2 separate regions of the Sus scrofa genome follow, and region 1 is linked to region 2. A link is a contact called in public Hi-C data. All regions are on one chromosome and are shown on one strand. The core of a region is the stretch at or near the end of the contact, and the rest is flanking DNA. Distances in the headings are between cores, read along the strand shown. Region 1 holds the start of RAB5C (RAB5C, member RAS oncogene family). Region 2 holds the start of STAT3 (signal transducer and activator of transcription 3).

What was found. Hi-C and Micro-C count contacts between places; a contact is called where the count stands out from the background.
Region 1: a Hi-C map of liver shows a contact between it and region 2, with 6 times the contacts expected there. The contact joins the promoter of RAB5C here to the promoter of STAT3 in region 2. A contact is called at or near these places in 1 of 5 promoter capture datasets (fetal liver) and 1 of 47 Hi-C or Micro-C datasets (liver).

Annotation. Positions count from the first base shown.
Region 1 is chr12:20,612,569-20,615,268 of Sscrofa11.1, reverse strand. It overlaps RAB5C (RAB5C, member RAS oncogene family), which reads right to left and starts at 1,278. Exons shown (of 6, transcript NM_001244254.1): 1 at 1,154-1,278.
Region 2 is chr12:20,405,932-20,408,889 of Sscrofa11.1, reverse strand. It overlaps STAT3 (signal transducer and activator of transcription 3), which reads right to left and starts at 1,574. Exons shown (of 25, transcript NM_001044580.1): 1 at 1,462-1,574.

The DNA of each region.
Region 1 (2,700 bases), core at 29-2,528, 210 kb before region 2:
AGCTGGGGAGAATCAGCACTTTCGGGTGTGGGAATTCCTTGGGTTACACTAAAAATTAGCACATGAAGAACCCAGAGGTGCCACTGTGATCTCCACCTAATCCTCTGCAATCTACAACTGAGTTGATCAAGTCCAGAAAGGAATGGAAATAGACCCTAGGACTAGAAGTGGCATGACCTGTTGATCAGGGAGGTGAGTGTGTGTTTAGCAGTGGGAAAGAGCCTAGCACTCCTCAATTCCAGACTCCTTATTTTTGGTCTTTTTCCTCCTCTCTAAAGACCAACGGACACCAGTCCCAGGACGAGCAGTCCCTCTGAGGTAGCTTGGAACCACTCGCGTGCTCTGGGAGGACCCGGTTGAGACTCCAGCAAGGGGGGAGGAGAAGGGGAGAGAGATGATAATGAATGGGCAGATCCACTCTGATCTGTGTGATCTGTAGCTAGGATTGAGCAAACCTCAGCTAAATTGTTCAGAGGCAGGAAAAGCGATACACTCAGGGAACGACACAACCAGAGAACACCATAACTAGAGGACGGGGCTGGGGCAGAGGGGAGCAAGCCGAGGAGAAGACAAGGCATTCCTAAAGAGTGACCCTGACTTTAAACTCTGCTAGGATCCTGGGTGGCTGTCTAGCTTGAGGAAAGAGAGGAAGTAAGGAGTTGTGGGAGCGGTCTCACCCAGGACCACCCCCCCCACACCCCGCCCCAGCCTCAGGATATCAAGATAAAATTCCTCTAGGGCTGGAGGGACAACAGTTTTTGTGGGACGGGGTAAAGGAAAACAGCGACAGACAACACTTCTGGCTACCTCTAAAAGAGAAGTCGGACAGGCTCCTTCACACCTGACAAAGATTCCTCCAATTCTAGGAGGAGAGGGAGCGAAACTTAGGGTCTCTCCCTCCCACCACCGGGCTGGACAGGCCAGAGGAGAGCCACAGGGGTTTCCCAAGGGTTACGAAGGGCAAGTAAGGGAAGGAAAGAAGAGCCCCCCCGGCCCCCGCTCTGGCTCGACGCCTGGGGAGCCCCTTAAGAGGGGGCTACGGGTCGGGGGAGGGGTCAGTATCCCCCCAAGCCGGGGCCGGGCGGGAGGAGGGGCTGCCCCGGAGAGGTTTCAACGCGAGCGAGACACTGGGTCCCGGGACAGGCACACTCACGGTGGCTCCGGGGCGGTGGCGTTACTTGAGGCCGGGGCTCGGACAGGCTCCGCTCCTCTCCCCCCGGCGGTGTCCCAGGCTCCGGCCTCCACTTCCGCCTTTCAGCCGCTCCGGATCCGGATCTCCACCTCCGACCCGCCCCTCAATACCCAGGTGACTGACAGGGCGGCGAAGCCAATGGGAGGCACTCTTGGCCGATTCACAGGCGGGGCTGGCGGGGAGCGCGGGAGAGGTGGGAGAGCGCACGCAAGGGACGGCGGGAATTGTAGTGCGTAGCTCCAGGAGGAGCCGCCTGAGACAGGCTTAGGGTGGAGCCCGATGTCGGCTAGGCGGAGCCCGGCCGGGAACTTTTTAAGGGCAGGCCTGCCGATCGCGTCATCGCGGGTTCCAGGCACCCCGAGGGGAGGCGGGTGGCGGAGCGTTGCAAGAGGGTAGGAGGCTGTGTGTGCAGAATTGGGAAAGGAAAAACATGATGTGAATGAATATGCACGTAAGGCCGCGTGGACCAGTCCTGAGCACTCGCTAGACTGGAGGAGCCCGTGTCTGCGCTTTTGGGCCAAGTCAGTTCTGGGAGCCCCACGGGTGGGGACATTTTGATATGGGGAAGATTATGGAAACGCTATAGTAAGGGCTTTCTGGAGACTACTGGGTAAGATCAAAGGGAGAGCCCCTGCCACTGCCCAGCAGTAAACTAGGACCCTCTGCCTTTGGCTCAACCGGAACCGACTCTGCCCCTGTCTCTCCCCACCCTCAACCAGTTCCAGCTCTTGTCTCTTAACTCCAAGCACAGAGCCAGACACTTCCCATCCAGTGAACTGGACCCACTTCTGTTTGCCCCCGCTTTGCCCTTCACATGGATCAGGGCTTTTTTTTTTTTTTTTCCCTGCTCCCCTCAGTATGGATTAGGACCACTTCTGCTCACCCCCAACCCCCCCAACACAGCTCCTCTGCTTCTGCATCTCACCCCCAGAGATACTACTCAGCACCTGAATGGAATACTAGCTCACCCGGAGGCAGCTGTGGGCATTGTTCCTATGACACCAGCCAACACCAAACATACCCTGGAGCCTGAGCTGGAGAATGGACCTTGCAACCTGTCCAGGACAACTTGCCCACACCTGGTTCCATTTGGTCACCAGGGTGCCTCTAACAACGTCCATACCACCAACCCCTTCAGTGATTGTCAGAGAAGTGAAAGCTAAGAAAGAAGAGAGAGCTTAAGAGAGCAAAGGGGATGGGGCAGAGTGGGATTCTTAGTAGGTTCTGGCTGGTGACAGCACTTCTTCCAGACCCTGCTGTTCCTAGCCTGCAACAGGCACAGGATTGGTTAATGCAGAATTAGTGGGGAGTCCTGTGGGTCACCTTGGCAGGGCTGGAGGTGGACTTGAGTCAGGGCTCTGTCCCTCCCACATATCGTGTCTGAGTCTGTGGCTGTGACCAGGTGAGGGGGAGGGTGGGTATGACGGGCCCATAGTGACTCATTACGGTTTCTGCCTCATCCCTGGGGCCCCTGGTGGCGTGAATGTGGTGCCAAGTGGATTGGTTGG
Region 2 (2,958 bases), core at 325-2,824:
CTACATTTATTTTTATATTGAAGGTGTTTTCCTTTCCATCCCACTGCACACGTCTCAGCAAAAATTCTACTAGTACCTTAGTCTGTCACATGTAATAAGGAAATAACTATTGACCCATGGAACACAGACATGTTTAGTAGAAAATAGAAAACTGGCTGAATCAGTCATAACGCAGCCTAAATCCAAAAGATTGAGACTTACTGTTCTGATTTATTCAAACCAATGCTTTATCAGCACAACCAGCCAAAGAATGACAACCCATAGGCAGAATAAACATACCCTTTAGATGCACACCCCCAAAAAACCAGCAGATACACATTATATACATTTTTAATAAGGGTTAACACTATCCATCCAATTTGTATAACACAGAGGGATGTGGACTAAACATGGAGAAAATGACTTCATGTTGGTTTGAATCTTGCTAACCGAAATGCAACCACACCCCCCAAACACAGGTAAAGTTTGCACACTTGGTTCTGCCAAGGCCAGCCTGTCTTTGTTTCCCTCTTCTCTGCATTTACCCAAGACCTTGGCTCTGAGACAGAAAACTCCCACTCTCGATTGGTTCATTCCGGCCTATGCAATTAAGCAACACCACAATCCAGTAAACGCAAGGGCTCAATTATTTATCTTTTGGCCAAGTTTACCAGGTGTTTATAAAAGAACAATGCCAGGAGGAAAAAGGTTTATTTCTCTCTAGAGTTGGTTTGATGGGGGTTTTATTTTGTTGGGTTTTTTTTAAGAAGGGGGAGGAGAGAAACACGATTTAACCTAGAAAAAGACGAGAGGGAGTTTAGAAAGAGAACGAGATTGTCAATTTCCCTACAGGAAACTTGATTCTTATGCAATAACCCTAACCATGAACAACCAGCCCGTGAGGCTGGAGGAGGAAGACACCTATTCCTACCTCTCCAGGGGGGCACAGCTGGATCCTACAGGAGCGGGAACTGGACAAGACGGAGGAAGTGGCTCAGCCGGAGCCGCCGGGCCCGGCCGGGGGGGCGGGGAGGAGGCGCTTGCCAACCCACCCCTCCGTGATCTTCGCCAGCATGACAGTCGCTCCTGCGGCCGGAACGTCCCCAGAGCCCCAAGGAGCAGGAAGTCGGGGGCTGTCCCTCACTCCTGCCACCGCCACTCTAGAGTGCCCTGGCCCCAATGGTCCTCCCCCTCGAGCCCCTTCTCACTCTTCCACCGCGTCTCCTCTTTCTCCAAAGAATGAAAACTTCCTTCCAGCGTACCCTGTCCCTTCAGAGGCCGACTCCTGTCATCCTGGGAACGACCCTTCAGAACGACCCTCCCGGTCTCTTCGTATCCCCTCTGCCCTACTGAAGCTTCTGTCCACTACTCCCTCAAACACCCCAGAGCATCTCAGCCCTTCTGGCACCCACCCCTGGATCCCCGGCCCGGAGGCCGTCGCCCGGGGAGGGGGGGGGCGGCCCCACCCTTAACCCCCTTCACCTGCTGCTCCGGCTGAGGCCCGACTGGCCGGGGCTGCGCTTGCGCCGGGGTGCGGGCCGCAGGGCTCCCTCAGGCCGCAGAGTCTCCCCTATTAGACACGGGGAGAGCGCCAAGTAGGGGTGCTCGTCAAGGATCCTGTTCGGGCTCGCTCCCTCCGCGGCGACGTCGGAACCCCAGGCTCCCCCTCCCGGTCTACGCCGCCGCAGCTCCGGAAACCGCTGAATTACAGCCCCTCCAGCCAATCCCCGCCCAGCCCCCGCCTGGCCTGGGCACTCCGCTCATGCATTATTCATGAGACGACCAGTTTTCTCTGCCACACAGAGGCCCTGGTGAATGTACTGTATCTCCGAAGCCCCACCCACTTGCCAATGAGGAGAGCTCCTTGGAGAAGGGGCGGAGCCAACACAAGGCCGGGAACGCCCCTGTACTGGCTGTTCCGAGGGCTCACTGCTACTCCCTCCGCAACAGTAAGGGAAGAGCCAAGGCCTTGGGCTGAGAGACCCGGAGGGAGGGAAGAAAGATGACCGGAATGTCCTGCTGAAAACTCAGCTGAGTTCCTGGCAGTGTGTGACGTCAAGACACTTTAAATGCCCCTGATGCGGCTCTCTTTTGCCTACTCTCCCTTTTCCCGGCCCTTGGCACCACGTGGGGGTGAGTTAGGAGCCACTTACCACGTGGGAATCAGCCAGTTAAACAGTACCCAGGTATCGCCAGATACTCTAAGACCTCAACGGCTGAATTGGGTTTTTGGGGACAGCCAAAAGAACATGGGTGACTCCCGCCTGCTTTGAACCTCAGTTTCTGCGTGAGTCGAGACACACACACCCGGAAACATGACGTGGAAGTAGAGTAATTACTAGAGTGCGTGGGGAGAGGGTAGTGGATTTAACCCCGTCCTCCGTTCCGTCTCTTCAAGCATCAAAGGCCAACACGACTCGCACATTGGCCTGTTCACGGGAATGCAGGAGACAGTACAGATAAAGAATGACACGTATACACATTGTTTTTATGTGTCTGAGTTGAAATACTTGAAATTGCGTGCCTTTATCTTTTTCGCCTGTCTACTTCGAGTGCAAGTTCTACTCCATTGAAACCAGTAGTTTATAGGAAATGTAGACATTTTATCTTGCATAATAGAGGATGTACTTTGCATAATAGAGGATTGTATGTATGTGCTGGTACAATCAGGGTTTTAAAAAATAACAGCTATTAGTGCTTATTTGTGTTTATTGTGTTTGTTTAGTACAAAGAGGTATTAAGATGAAATCCAAAAAGGGACCTTTTATCAGGTGTTCCCACCGTCCAGCGGAAATGAATCTGACTAGCATCCATGAGGAAGCAGGTTGGACCCCTGGCCTAGCTCAGTGTGTTAAGGATCCAGTGTTACCATGGGTTGTGGTACAGGTCGAAGACGTGGCTCTGATCTGGCATTGCTGTGGCTGTGGTGTAGGCCGGCGGCTGCAGCTCTGATTCAGCCCCTAGCCTGGGAACCTCCGA